2 separate regions of the Oryctolagus cuniculus genome follow, and region 2 is linked to region 1. The links are chromatin contacts, called in public Hi-C maps. All regions are on one chromosome and are shown on one strand. Each heading gives the region's core, a stretch centred on a gene start, on an enhancer-like site or on the middle of the called end of the contact. The rest is flanking DNA. Distances are from core to core; before and after follow the strand shown.

What was found. Hi-C and Micro-C count contacts between places; a contact is called where the count stands out from the background.
Region 2: a contact with region 1 is called in a Hi-C map of liver, with 10 times the contacts expected there. The contact joins the promoter of LOC138845354 here to the enhancer-like site in region 1. A contact is called at or near these places in 6 of 6 Hi-C or Micro-C datasets (ear pinna, embryonic fibroblasts, liver and 3 more).

The regions. Positions count from the first base shown.
Region 1 is chr15:43,991,800-43,999,679 of mOryCun1.1, reverse strand. All of the region lies in intron 1 of PRKG1 (protein kinase cGMP-dependent 1), which reads right to left. Among named protein-coding and RNA genes, the nearest start is that of PRKG1, 17 kb to the right of the region's middle. Within about 2 kb of position 5,024, at least 1 of the 8 cell types and tissues checked has an H3K27ac peak or open chromatin away from gene starts, as enhancers often do.
Region 2 is chr15:45,248,527-45,256,406 of mOryCun1.1, reverse strand. It overlaps LOC138845354 (large ribosomal subunit protein uL23-like), which reads left to right and starts at 4,963. Exons shown (of 1, transcript XM_070057679.1): 1 at 4,963-7,880. The coding sequence starts at 7,659. All of the region lies in intron 9 of PRKG1 (protein kinase cGMP-dependent 1), which reads right to left.

The DNA.
Region 1 (7,880 bases), core at 3,775-6,274:
CAGGCAGAGGATTAACCAAGTGAGCCACGGCGCCAGCCCCCTATATATGCTTTTAAATGCATGATTTAATTCTGAATATTAGTGGTAATTTCTCAGCTATTTACTGACTGTATGCACACTGAGTGGTTAGAATGGACAGTCTTGGAAGTGTTCAATCACAGAGGTTAATAGGGAGGAAGTAGGGGCAATAAACATATTGAATGGATAGGTAGATACATAGTACTCCTAGAATAATTTCCCACCTTAAAATGCTGAGTCTGCTTTTTCAAGTCTGGTGGTCAACAAATCTCTCCATAAATATCACCACTTATTGTTCCTCCTAAAACAGCTCAGTCCAGAGCCATCAGCTCTGTTAGACAAATCCTCCTTACCCTGTGCAGGAAACTTCCCTGCCACCTGCCTGCATGTCTTCATTCTACCTCATGAATCCATGCAGAACCATGAAATACTTTGGCTCACACAAATAACTGTCCCTGTTAGAGTTCAAATGAGCACAGAGACACAGAACAGCTTGGTGATTCTAGGCTGCTTCTTAACTGGTCACAAATCCTTTACCGAATAAAATGGGATTTTTAAAAATAAATGTAGAAACTTAAGTAAAATATTCATTTACAAGTAGTTATATTCATAAATTATCCCACAAACACTGTTTTTAAAATGTTTATTTTTCATCTACTTGAAAGGCAGAGTCAAATGGAGAAAGAGAAAGAGAAATCAATCTTCCATCTGCTGGTTACTCCCCAAATGCTTGCAACAGTTGGGGCTGGGGCCAGGCTGAAGCCAGGAGCCTTAAATTCTACCCAAGTGTCCCACAATGGTGGAAAGGGCCCAAGCACTTGAGCCATCATCTTCTGCCTCACAGGATGCATGAGCAGGAAGTGGATCAGAAGCTGAGTAGCCAGGACTCAAACCAGCGCTCTGATATGGTAACGGTTATCCCAATGGATTTCTTAATCTCCTATGCCACAACACCCAACCTAAGAATCAGTAAATAATTTTAGTAGACATACGTTCTGGTTGAATCACAGATTACTTACAGATCGCTCCTAACTATTTCCAAAAATACTTCTACGAGGGCATTTTAATCATGAAGTTTGTTTCAAGTTTCCTAGGGAAAGCTTTTTCCATTAGGTGTTTTTAAGTTAATGATTATTTAAGTTAAATGATCTCAGTTGTGGGTGAATCCTCCTCACCCTCTAAAGGGGGCACTAGGCAGTGTCCGGAAACATTGGAGTTATCCTAACTAGTGGTGAGCAGGGTTGCTACTGGCAGAGTGACTGGGGCCCAAGAGGCCATTAAACATCCTACAATGCATAAAGCAATGCACCTATGCATGCCGATACACACATGCATACAATCACAAAACAAAGAATTATCTAACCCAAAACATACCTAGTTCCAAGGCTGAGAAAGTTTGCCCAGTAATGCTCAGTGGTGGTGGTGGTACTGCCCCCTTGTGGAAACTTCAGAAATTTGTGGGTGGTTTTGGTTGTCACTATTTCCTACAATCCACAGGAGAATCACAAAGAATGTGGAATTATTTTAAAACCTACAGAACTTCAAATCTACCACTGACCACTCAGGAAGGAGAAAATCCATAAATAATTGCCTAACCCAAGAACCTAAGTCCATTTTACATGTTAACAAAGTATTTAATTTTGCATGTTTTAAATTGCATCAAGGTTACTGAGAATGCAGCTACCAAGTTAATTAAGGAAGTGGGTATTTTATTTTGCTGGAAACTGTAGAGGGAGTTTACCACTTTGGAAAAATGTATTTTGACAAGAATACAAACAATGGCACTAGGATGAGCAATACAGCACACCAGTATATATATATATATATATATGTTTTCAGTTGTTACATAAAATGATTCTAGCAGGTGAAGCAAATACTTCCCCATTTCTGCTCAGTGTACTTTGGAGTCCTTATCATGACCATCTTCCACTCAGCCAGTTCAAATATTTATTTATTAAAGCATGCTATTATTTTATTATACATCATTTATTCTATTTTTCCTTCATTTTACAGTTTGGACACTATATGCATATATATAATACACATAATTTCTACAAATGGGCTATATAATCTATAAAATCAATTTAAGGATAGCCAGGAAACATTAGAAAATGTCTGATTATAAAAAGGAAAACAGAGAATTGTCAATGAGTTCTCTTGCGTATCACAGCCTTTTGGAATCTTGCTTCTGTTGTCCAACATAATAACCAACCTCACTGCATTTTGCCTATGAAAATTTAATGCAATACTACTGAAATCATCAAATAACTGCTAAAGATGCTTAACACGGAACTGATGCCTTCTGTTGGGTAGTGGAATTCACTCTTTGGCATTTGCTCCAGGAAATTCGACATTCAGTATTTAAAGCATCTTAATAGAGCATATACAAAAGATGGTACAGGAAAACTGCACATAGCAGGTGCCAAACCCCCTTCGTAATGTTGCCGCCCTTTACGGGTCTCTCCTCTCATTTCTGAAGGCACTTGGGTACTTCTGGTAAAAACTCTATTAAGTGAAATAAACATCTGAAGTATTCCTAAGATCTTTTTGCAGCAATGAGAAGACAAACTTTCCAGAAAATCTTAAAGCAAGTAGAAAGGAAACAAAGCAAAGAAAGATACTCTTTCAAAAAAATGAGGAAAGATACACTTGATTGTGTAGCATGAGTGTTCTGACAGTTTTTTCTTTCCAAAAAGGCTCGATGAGTCCATGTTGGACAATAAATTGTTAAATATTTTATATCATTATGATGCCCAAAACCATTCCCAGAAATCTGGATTCTTTGAAGCATCTTAGATGGGTGTTTGAGAGTTAAATACACTTGAAAAGAATACTCTTATTATCACAAATTTTTGAATTATACTTTCAAATTTTCTTTATATAAAACTAAATCACCAGGAAAACTGTATAAATAGTTCATGCTATCTCTTCAAGTTTTCTTAAGTGCTAAGGAGAAGGCTTAAATTCTCAGTGGTATAATAGTATAACCAATTCTCAATCTATATGATAGGACATTAACAAAAACCTTCTGGTTAGTTTTCAAGCAATGTATATCCTATCTCGGGAGGAGATGGGAAAATGCTTAAATTATACTTTTAAACACATGAAACAATGTTAACTTAAAAATAGGTCTAAATATAATTCTGCTGTTGCAAAATGTGTCATTTTAATTGACCAAAGCATTCAAAGCTTTTCTAAATTAGTTGGTGTGTTAATGGCTCTTCATCCTAATAAGTTTATCTGAAGTTTATTCCACTTGTTCTTTGTAACCCTAAGGAAAGAGTATACCAAAATTATAGGGAAGGAAAGTGTTGAAATTATAGCATAAAAGTTTCTTTTCCCCTAAAATTACAGGTAAGAAAACTATAGTCTCCAGAAATGAAAATCACTGGCTGTCTCTTCTCAAGACCAATTTTTCCCTCTGTAAATCTTTATAAAGCTCATGCCATGAAAACAAGAGGACCATAAACCACAGAGATCTGTGACATTTCATGGAACCACCAGAGACTAATACTTTCATCTGAACCAAGGACTATCAATCAACATCATAGCCTTTGAAAAATAAGAGGAAGGGAGTGAGAGGGGAGGATATAGAGAAATGGCAAGTGAAAAAGGTTCCCCAAAACTTTGCTACTCTGATGCTTGGATGTGTTCTTCACTTGAACCATCTCATCCAAAATCCTTTTCCCATGGCACTCAGCAGAATTCAGAAGTCACAGATGTACACTGTAAGCTTGAAGGAAGATAAATACAAGTGGTATGATATATTGGCCACCCTAAATTCATGTCCAGCTGAAACCTGTAAACATGACCTTACTGGGAACTGAAGTCTTTATAGATATAATCAAGATGAGATCATATTAGATCAGAGTGGGCCTTAAATTCAGTGATGTTCTTATAAGAGGAAAATCTAGACACAGATCTGCAGGAAAGACAGCCATATGAAATTGAGGGCAGAGACAGGGGTGATGTGAATACATGTCACAGAATGCCAAAGACTGACTGTCAGTCACCACTTGAAGCTAGGAAGAGGCAACAGAAGAGCCTCCCTAGGGTCTTCAAACACTGTGCCCTGCTGATACCCTGAATTCTAACTTCCAGTCCCAGAACTATGATAGAATAAATTGCAATAGCTGCAAGTCACACAGTGTGTGGTAATAGGTTATAGTAGCCCTAGGAAATTATGTATGTGGTCAGACTACTTACAGAACATACCTGCAAAGGAGGTTTGGCCAATTTCTTGATCCCAAATTTCCCAAGTCCATTAAGTCAGAATCACTGGAGATGGAGCCTAGGAATCCCTGTAACAAACCTCCAAGACATGACTACATGCGCTGCAGTTTGAGAACTGCTGGGTGTTTGGAGTGGTCTGAGGGTCTTTGCAATGCCCACTTTCCTCCATTTTCTGCCTATGCACCTCCTGTAGATTATCATGTGGTATGGGGTTAGAGTCCTACAGCCAAATACTCCCAGCTGATGCAGCAAGACTTTGGATAAGTCACTCTATGTGTTTGGATGAGGCTCCTCATGTGCACAGAGCATTCCCGCCCAGAGGCACCATGATGACAGCCTGGGATTGTTGAGAACAACAAATGAATTCATGCTGATAAAGCACCCTGCACAGAGCGAGCTCTTGACAATGCTGAATCAGCGTGTCTTACTCTCCCAATTCATCTCAATTATAGTTCTTTCTGAATCACATTTCTAACTTGGGAACAGATTTTATTTTGTGTCCAGGACACTGGTGTTGAGACTCCAAAGCAATGGTCGTCACTGACCGTTTGCTAGAACAGATCTTTTGCACATCATCAGTTACAGGACAACCTTCTAGCCACACCACCCCTGCCCCGCCCAAATTGACAGACCAGAAAGAAGCATTCAAAGAGGTTCGAGGAACATGACTAAGATATTACAAGCTTGAACACAAGCCTCTCTGATTCCACCGTCCTAACGCTTAGCTCTCACATTGTTCAGCTGTGTGTGTTTATGACCCAGAACACAAGAATGCTTCCTCTAGGCTTTCATTGGGAATGAGTTGATCTTACAAAGCACTGCAGGTTAATGGATCACTAGTTTACATTACTGTGTCTGATTGCACTTTATTTGTATAGCAAAAAAAAAAAAAAAAAAAAGTGGGGGTGGGGCAGGGACCGGTGGTAGGAGGAAGAAACCAAATTCCTGATTTAATCATTTGCTGCTGAATGGTCTTCGGAGAACCAGCAGCATCAGCAGAACCTGAGAGATCACTGCAAATGCAGGACTCTCAGGTCTGCCCCACACCTGCTCAGTCAGTGCTGCTCCTCCGCACGCGGAGGAGCCGCACCGGACCTGACGCTTGTTGTTCCCCTTTTACAAGTCTTTTCTATAGTAAAGTAAGAATAAGCAAACAGCGAACTCTCAAAGCAAGAATGAGTAGAGAGAAATGAGAAAGAACGAAGCAACGAACTTCCCCGCGAACTCTCCAACGCACTCTCCAACCAACCCCCACCACCATGCCGTCTCTCTCCTCCTATATAGTCCTCTCCACCAATCCGTGCTCCGCCTGTCCACGTGTCGAGCATGCCGTTCTCTTCTATTGAGAGGATGAATCGGCTCCTGCGGCTTCTAGTAGTCAAGATGAGTCAGCTGTGTAAAAGCTGGTTACTCCTTATCAGCGCCATATTATGGGAGGCGGGCTTCGCCTTCTGCAGGAGACGGATTCTGCCTCCCACAAGTCAGAGCCTGCATCCCCAAGTGGTTCACATGCAAAGAAGGGTTAAGAAACCTGAGTTTATCTAGTACAGAGAGCAGATAGCTTCAGAGGAGGTCCTAACACAGCTCAATAGATCCCTAGAGGTAACTTGCCATTCTTTCTTTCTAGAATTATATAGTTTCTCATAACATGGGTTGGGAGAGGGGGTGAGAAATATACAGAAAGAGAACAAAGATGACATCATGGGTGAAAAAGAGAGAAAGGAAAATAAGCCCTAATTATGGCCCATGTCAGAATACCATCTATGATTCAGGAAATGACTGAAAACAGGGTCACAGCCATGTCACTTAGCAGAATTAGATGCAAGTATGGAGCTAGAAATACGGGGAGAATATACGGGCCCATTTCAGGGTTAAAAGTTCCTGTCTCCTAGATGAATGAAGTCAGAATCAGTAGGTAATAACAATGAGAGCTAGCATTTATTGAATGACTACACTCTACAAGGCACTAAATTAAACGTGTGTGAGCTCATTTAATCCTGTCAACATCCTTGTGAGGTTTTTAATCATGGAAGAGGCTGATCATTTGGTATATTTTTTTCGAGACAGTGTCAGACTAGTAAGGAGAGAACACTGCTTTGGATCGCCAAAATAGTTCCTATGTCTTCCCACATATCAACTGATTGGCTGACAGATATCTTTATAGGATTGTACCTATGAAATGCATGAAATATGTTCCCTTTATATTAATCAAAATTTTTGAAAAATAGTGTTGAGAGAAATAAGGTCTAAAATTGCATTTTTCTCCATTAATAGGCCAGAATACAGTAATACCAGTCTTCCAATTGGAGCCAGGCACTGGGGATACAAAGGTATAAACTCGATGGGGACTCGCAGAGATGGGGACACACAGGAAAAGCATCCCTTCCCTTGCAGCTTTCAGGCTTGGAGACCCAAGTCTACTGCACTGTGAGAACAGCTACCGGCAGTCCCACCCCAGATCTCTATACTCTCAACGCTCCTGGATATGAAAATGCAAGCTTTCATGACTTGTGGGGGCTGAAAAATGAACATTGAGAGAAGGGGGAGGAGCTTCTGGGAAACAAACCAGCTAGGCTTCCAACGTGACCAGTGTCAGTAATCCCTGGACATGCAGATGTCCTAGCACTCTGAGCAGTTCTTCCAGGGCCTCCAGACTGTGTTTTTCCTGAGCCTGCCACAGTGGTCCCCTCAGGGTTCCTGCCTAATTACTATCCCTCACAGCAGTTAAAGCCAGGGCCTTCCAGAAACCCTTCTAAGAAACTCACGAGTCGGCTGAGATGCTAACCTGAGTAATGACACATTTTGCTCCTTGGCTCTGTCATGCCAGCTCATACATTATCCATTTGATACTTGATTGAAACATGGCAACAATACCTTACTTGATTGAAATATAGCAACAATACTTAACCTTCCCATCTCCAATTCCCCAAATGTCTATATGGGGCTGGTGTCTGGCACAGCATTAAGACATCTCTTGGGAGTCACATCAGACATCAGAGTGCCTGGATTTCAGTCCAGGCTCCACTCCCAATTCCAGCTTCCTGCTAATGTGCACCCTGGAAGACCCCAAGAGTTGGCTCCAGTATCTGGGTTTCTGAAACCCACATGGGAGACCAGAACTGAGTTCCAAATTCCTGGTTTTGGCCAGGCCTAGTACCAGCTGTTGCAGATACTTGGGGTGTGGACCAGCACCAGTGTCTCTCCTCTCTTTCCCCTCTTCCCTGCCTTTCAAACTTAAAAAAAATATGTATATATACACATAAATATATATATACATACATACATAAGATATATGTGCATATATAATATATAATGTATACATATAAATAAATACCTATTTCTTTTCTTTTTTTTAACTTTTATTTAATGAATATAAATTTCCAAAGTACAGCTTATGGATTACAATATAAATACATATTTCTTAAACAACTAGTTTTCCTCATTCATTCATTGCTTAGGTTGTTTAAGGTAGACTTAACATCTAATATACTTCAAGGAGCGCTAGAATTGGGGCTGGCGCTGTGGCATAGCGGGTAAAGCCACCATCTGCAGTGCTGGCATCCCATATGGGTGCCAGTTCAAGTCCTGGCTGCTCCACTTTCTATCCAGCTCTCTGTTATGGCCTGGGA
Region 2 (7,880 bases), core at 3,714-6,213, 1.3 Mb before region 1:
CAATAAATGTTTATTGAATAACAGTGGTGCCAGTTAGACCTGCTATTCCATATGATGAATGCTTTGGTGAAAAAAGGAAATTAAAACTTAAACTTCAAGCAAAGAAATATATGGACTTGTCGATTTCTATTTTTGATATGTATTTTTAAATGACAACTTATGCAAAGATGTCATAAACTCCTTGAAAGCAATTACTAAAGTTTATGATCCTTTCTATTTTACACAGGCTGAACTCAGAAGGTCCTTAAGATTTGGTTGGTGAAATTGATCATAATGAAAGGACTGAGAGTCAAGGGGAGCACATGGGCAAGTCTAGTATCTGCTGACACCAACCGATAGAATGGATAAAGGGGAGAGTGGTCCAGCATAGGAAGTGAGATGCTCAGCAGACTCATAGAATGGCGGATGTCCTAAATAGCACTCTGGCCTCAGAATCAGCCCTGAAGGCACTCGGATCTGGCTGAAAAGCCCATGAGAGTATTTCAGGCATGGAAAGCCAAGACACTCTGGCAAAAATATCTCTGTGAGTGAGATCCCAGTGGAAAGAACAGGTCTTCAAAGAGGGAGGTGCCTTTCTCTGAAGGGAGGAGAGAACCTCCACTTTGACTATGACCGTGTCTAAACAAGATAAGAGTCGGAGAACTCAGGGGGCTTCCATAGCCTTGGAAACTCATAACTGGTGCATAGGGAGATTACTGATGCCATAAACAGGAGTGTCAATTTGTGAAGTCAACGGCAGGAGTCACTGTGCACTTACGCCTCATGTAGGATCTCTGTCCTTAACGTGCTGTACACTGAGGCTTAATGCTATAACGAGTACTCAAACAGTATATTTCACTTTGTGTTTCTATGGGGGTGCAAACGATTGAAATCTTTACTTAATGTACACTAAACTGATCTTCTGTAAAAAAAAAAAAAAATCAATTCCCAACTTGACTCTCACTGGGATTAAACATGACAATAGGTCTTCTCTGATTTCATCATCATTTAAAAAAAATCATCTATTATTTTTCACTTTATGTTTCTGTGTGGGAGCAAACTGTTGAAATACTTACTTAAGGTATGCTAGGCTGATCTTCTGTATATTAAGATAATCGAAAATGAATCTTGACGTGAATGGAGGGGGAGAGGGAGTGGGAAGTGGGGGGTTGTGGGTGGGAGGGACGGTATGGGGGGGGAAGCCATTGTAACACATGAGTCGTACTTTGGAAATTTATATTCATTAAATAAAAGATAAAAAAAAATTAAAAAAAAAAAAAGATTTGGTTGGTGAATAAATGGACAGAATACTGAGGGAGCCTAGTGATTGATCACCTAGAGTTTCCTGAATTTAAATGAATGTTTCAGAGTCCAGACAAAATTGGCAAATATCTCTGAGAATTCATTTTTCTTTGCTTCATTCACTAAATATGTATTGAAAACCACTACTTCCATAGAGTTGTTATATTAGCTTTTCATCACAAATAACAAATACCCAAAATAAACTACTTATAAAGGAAGGAGGCTTATTTTGGCTCATGATTTTGGAGGTTCCCAATCCGGGATCAGGCAGGCTCACTGGTTTGGCTACCAGGTGAGGTGGGAGGATGGGAATGGCAGAGTCTGCACACAGAAACAATCACGTGGTAACCCAGGAAGTAGGGAGAAAGCACAGCTGAGCCCCACTCTGGGTTATGTAACCACCCCTCATTGGAGACACTCCTTCCAAGAGCGTGCACCTAATGACCTAAGCACCTCCCACTAGGCTACCTCCTGAACACCATCACTGGACAAAGCATCTACCTTCCTTAGTGCCTTAAATTTATGATTTGGGGGTTTAAACTCCACCATAAGTTCAGGAGCCAGAGCCCATTCAAACCATGGCTCTCATGAAGGAGACAAGCCTGTCTTGTTCCTGCAGGTTACATTCTAACAAGAAAACAGAAAATAAGTACATTAACAAATAATCTATCATGGGAAGTACTACAAAGGAAATAAGCAGAGTCCTGGGATGGACCGGGATTTGAGTTTGTGAGGAACAGTATTAAAATAATTGGTCAGGGAAGGTCTTTTGCAGACTTGATATTTGAGAATTGGTTATAGGAAGAGCTGTGGAGAGCAGCCATAAACGGCCTGAAAGGTTTGGAGTGTTTGAGAAACCAATGAAAGATCAGGTGTCTGAACCCAACAAGCTTCAAACATAGGGCAAACAAGGTGAGGCAGGTAGATTATATAAGCTATAAGAGGTGAGGCAGTTTGATTTTATTCTATTTGCAATCCATTTTCATTAGGGGAGTGACCATGATGACGATGATGACGGTGACGACAATGACGGCAGCTACCATTTAATGAGCACTGGTTCTCAGAACAGCAATGCTACAATAGGCTTCACGCTAAATGCTGAATATCATTAGTCATCTAATCTTCACATCAAACCACAGAAGCATGGATAATTATTCTTTCCATTTATAGAGGAGGAAATTGAGTCTTGAAGTGTTTCGTTAACTTGCCAAGATTGCAGCTCGTGTGTGTGACATCACTGAATTTTGCATTTGTTAAAAGTCACTTGGGATGCTTTGCTGCAACTGGACTGTTGGTTAAGAAAAGATCAGGAGGAGGTCAACAGCGGTGGTTCAGGTGGTTCAGGTGAGAGAGTGCGCTGGTGTAAACAGCAGGAACTAAAAAGCAAAGTTTAAGGATTTGGGAGATTATAACTTCTGGGGAAAACAGCTGTCAAGAACACAAACTAATTTTTGAGAAAAGTTTTCAGATTCCTTTGCTATTCTCAGTATTCTCCTCACCTGATGGAGTCCTCAACAAAAATGCCATCCTCGCATGTAGGGTTTGAGAAACCACGGCTCACAGGCCAAGGCCAGCCTGGGCCTTTTTGTGTCCCTAGTGACCTAAGAATGGTTACTACAGTCTTAAATGGTTGAACATAAAACTCAAAGAACAGTAATGCTTTGTGACACATGAAAATAATATGTAATTCAAGTTTCAGGCTCCATAAATTAAGTTTCATTGAAACATGGCCTCTCTCATTTGTTCAGCTCATTTGTCTGAGTGGGTCTGCAGGGCCTAAAATATTCATCATCAAGTCCTTTACAAAGAAAGTCTGTGGACCCCTACTCGAGTGCAATATACCTCTTGGTAAGAGAAGAGATGACACCCTGTCAATAACACTTATCTTTAGTCACTTTGCCCAAAGACTGGAGCTGGAAAAATTCTGCATTTATTCTCTCTCTTTTTGCATACTACCATATCACTAAATCTATTCCAAACACATCCTTCCTCAGAAATTTTAAAAAGTAAACGTTATGAAAATCTCCAAATAATAATACTCCCATCAGACACTCCTGAGCTTTGCAGCAAGCCTAGTGATTTAGGTACAGTCAGGATTCATTAAGACATAAATATCCATAAATGAACCTGTAACACACATTGTATAGAATTTTAGAAATTATACAATAATTAAAAAGAAAGCCACTCAAAGAATGAATATAGCTAGTATTTCTCCAATGGAAAATGATTGCCTTTACAGCAGGAATCATTTGCCATTTCACTTGTCATTACCCTAAAGATCATATTTCTACCATTTCCCTCCCTTAATGGATACAGCGTTACTTGAAACTCCCAGTGGGTCACAGATGATGGCGAAGCATCCTGGCGCTGGCTCTGAGTGGCTCAGAACAGCTTCCGTCGCCCAGAGGTGGGTTTGGTAACGCTGATCTGAAGATGAACTCAGGGGTCTCAATGCACATTTACATAATGATTCAGGGGTTTCTGGCAAAAAAAGCTTTACCATAACACACTTATTTGATATAACAAATATATGAGCGGAAAAGTGTCTGTGCGATATAGAATTGTTTGCAGAAGGGAGTTTGTTACTGCTTTTAGGTTATGACAAGATCTAAAATACCACAGTTTATGTTTTCATGACATGAAACAAACTGAGGATTTCAAGGCAGTTTTAAAAGAGAATGTTTTGTTTCTTACTTTAGTCCCTTCCTCAGACAAGGGATACTTTCACATCCAAGGTTATTCACACCTATTTCTAGATGCAAACCAAGACCATAACCAGGTAGTAACTATCTCCAAGAGACAGCATGTTTGGGGTTAAGAGATGAATTTGAAAGACAGACTCTTGGGTCCAAATCCTAATTCTGCAGCTGATTTGCAATGTAACTGTCAACTCCTCAGCTCGCTGTGAGGTCACTCCAGCCCTCTAAGCCTCAGCTTCCTCATCAGAAAATAATGATAATGATAATAATAACATTAGATCTTAATGCACAGGATTAAGTGAGATAACGGGAATGGTAAATGTTTTGCTTAGTGCCTGACACAAATCAAGCGTTCAATTCCAAATATTTATTTTGGAAAGACATGGTTATGAATCCAAACTACTCTTTCATGATCTCAGGACTTTTACACAGCTTCTTGGGAAAAGGGGTTGCTAACTGTCCCACCAGAAATATCCCTTACGGTAAAGTTTATCAATAAATGAAACGTAGCCATAGTGTACTAGCTTGGCAAAGGTAAAGGTGTGAACAGGACAAGAGGATGGTTTCACCCCAGCACAAACACTTTGCTGCATCCTCTCAAAGGACCCAACGCATCCACCCCATGCATGTGAGGTATGTTTATCTGGAGGGAGATGGGACTGTGCGAGGGACATGGAAAAATTCCAGGGAGGAGACTGGGAATTTTAGCAACAGTTGGATGGTTCATAATCTCCCTCAGTGGCACTTGGGTCAATCTGTGCCCCTGTATGTGGCAGGGGACTCTCACCATGTAGGTCCATGGAGTAGAGTTATTGGAAAATTTCCTGAAACAAAAACAAGCACAAGGATTCCCTGGGTCAGGCGGAGCTTCCTCAGTGGCCTTGTGGAATGTCATGCCCCAGAGCATGGAATAAAGGGGTCAGTCCAGGTAACAGGTGTCATCTTTGAAGGACAGATGGGTTTGCTTGCTTGTTTGCTTATTTATTTATTTATTTTGAGATACAGAGCCTATCAATCTCTCATGGTTTTTCCTCTAAGAGGAAACTCACTTACTGCTCTTCACATCACATCTAGGAAGAAACCACATTAGGAGTAGGATTGGGATAGAGTTGAGTAAGGAGAGGAGGAGAAAGGATGGCTGGAATTCAATCTTACCCCTTATCAAAGGCCATGTTGGCTATGTGCATGGCCAAGATATACTGTGACAACCTAACTGGTTAACTTCTCCATGGTAGGCTGCAAATAGTCCACCAACAATATCATCCCTGGAACTTGTAAATGTTACCTTCTTAGGAAAGGAGTCTTAGCAATAAAATTTTGAGATAGGAAGACTACCCCATGTTTTCGAGAGAGATCCTAAAATGCCATCACAAGTATGTTTTTAATAAGGGAATCAGAGTGAGCTGACACACATGCACACACACAGAGGAAAAGACAATGTGAAGACAGCAGTGAAGATTGGAGTAGCGCAGCCACAAACAGAAGAATGTAGAAGCACCTAAAACTTGGAAGAGGCTAGGAATGGCTTCTCCCCCAGAACCTCCAAGAGTGTTGTCCCACTGATGACTGATTGAGCCTAAAGATACTAATTTAGGACTTCTGGGTGACAAAATAGATTTCCTTCATTTTAAGCCACCTAGTTTGTAGTAATTCGCTACATAAGCCTCAGGAATCTAATACAGCATCATTACTACTTTGATTATCACTCTAAATAGGTAGACTATGAGTTCTATGCACTCATTGTTTCTTCCTAAACTCATTTTTAGATATAACAAGATTATTATTTTTCCTTTATGTTCATTTAAATTACACAATGTGCGCCATTGCAAACACAGTTTGTTTGACTCATTTTAAGGATGCTAAGTCACTAATACTGTGAAGTTCTCAACAAATCATTCATTTCCACGTGGTCAATATTTATTAAATCATATGCTAACTAAGTAATTATACTCTTAAGAAGTGCCATTTTTGGATTTATTATCTCAAAACTGTATACTACAGATGCTCAAATTTTAGTGTGTTTCTATCTGGAAAATGGTAAAGTAGCTGAGTCACTCAAAGGCATCAGACAAAATATAAACTTGAATATTTATGACATTGTATATCTTTCAGTTAGAGTTATAGGAATATGATCAAACTCAAAGATTAACTGACATGAGTAATGAAATAAAGTTGTGTTCTCCCAATGGTAAAAAGGAGGTCTGAGACCTTCATCTGTGTGCCATACTGCAAATCATTTGTCTCTCTGCTCTAAATGGTACCCCAGTGACCACAAAAGGCACATCAAACATTCCAGAATACCTGTCATTAGCAGGGAGAAGCTTTTGTAGTGGTTCCATATTTCACCCATGGATATAGTTCTATTCAAGCCATATTTCTTAAGTCTCCATGAAGTCTACTTTTAAAATGACTAAGTCTACGTGTCTAGAATAACTAAAGGTCTCCTCTTTCATAAAAACACAGCAGCTATATTTGGGTATATGTTCCTTATGTCTACACTTCTGTGAGTAGAAAATACTGAATTGGTGTGACCATTCTGTTACTTGGGGACTTTAAGTTTCAAATGGACTAAGCAGGTGCTACTGTGATTCTGTCAGAGTAACATCTCAATGTCCCAGTCATATGGACATTTTACATTCAAGGCTTTAACCTATTCTAGGTGCTTTGCTCTTGCCAGATGAAACTTTCTGTATAGTCACAAGAATGCAACATTGGCCTTATGACAATGATTCTCTTCTGTTCACTGCATTCGGATTATAACAAAAATGTGCTGTAAAACAAGGAGCAGTAGTCACTTGTTAAAATCTTGTCCTCTGTTGGCATGCTTATTTCTATCCAATTTACTGTTAAAGTCCAACATGAGAGGCCGGCGCCGCGGCTCACTAGGCTAATCCTCCGCCTTGCGGTGCTGGCATACCGGGTTCTAGTCCCGGTTGGGGCGCCGGATTCTGTCCTGGTTGCCCCTCTTCCAGGTCAGCTCTCTGCTGTGGCCAGGGAGTGCAGTGGAGGATGGCCCAAGTGCTTGGGCCCTGTACCCCATGGGAGACCAGGATAAGTACCTGGTTCCTGCCATCGGATCAGCGCGGTGCGCTGGCCGTGGCGGCCATTGGAGGGTGAACCAATGGCAAAGGAAGACCTTTCTTTCTGTCTCTCTCTCTCACTGTCCACTCTGCCTGTCAAAAAAAAAAAAAAAAAAAGTTCAACATGAGCTTGTCTCTCATGCTAAAGAATGAATGCCTCACCAGTACAAAAGAAGGGGTGCAATTCTTCTGCATCCTTTGAGATTATCTCATGAACCAAGATTTGATTTATAACTCTTAGAGCTTCCTGATACTACCAAAAAATACACACACAAAAACATCTGAATACCCAGGCAAAACCTGAAAAGAACTTTGCTTTTAGAGTGTGGAATTTTCAAAGTTATCCAGATTGTGTGTGTTGAAATTTTAAGAAAAATTTAATATTCAAAATAATACTATTAGTTTTAAAATTTTAGAGGAGTGAATAACTGAAATATTTAAGATAAAAGTTTCCATGTTACATATTATAGCATATTTTAAAAAATATTTTATTTCACAGGTAGAGTTCCAGAATGTCAGCGGGAGAGACAGAGAGAAAGTTCTTCCATCCAATTACAGCATATCTTTAAAACTCTAGGAATGACCGCTTTTCACCAAGATGGCGCCGAAGGCGAAGAAGGAAGCTCCTGCCCCTCCTAAAGTCGAAGCCAAAGCGAAGGCCTTGAAGGCCAAGAAGGCAGTGCTGAAAGGCGTCCACAGCCACAAGAAGAAGAAGATCCGCACGTCCCCCACCTTCCGGCGGCCCAAGACGCTACGCCTCCGACGGCAGCCCAAATACCCTCGGAAGAGCGCCCCCAGGAGAAACAAGCTTGACCACTAT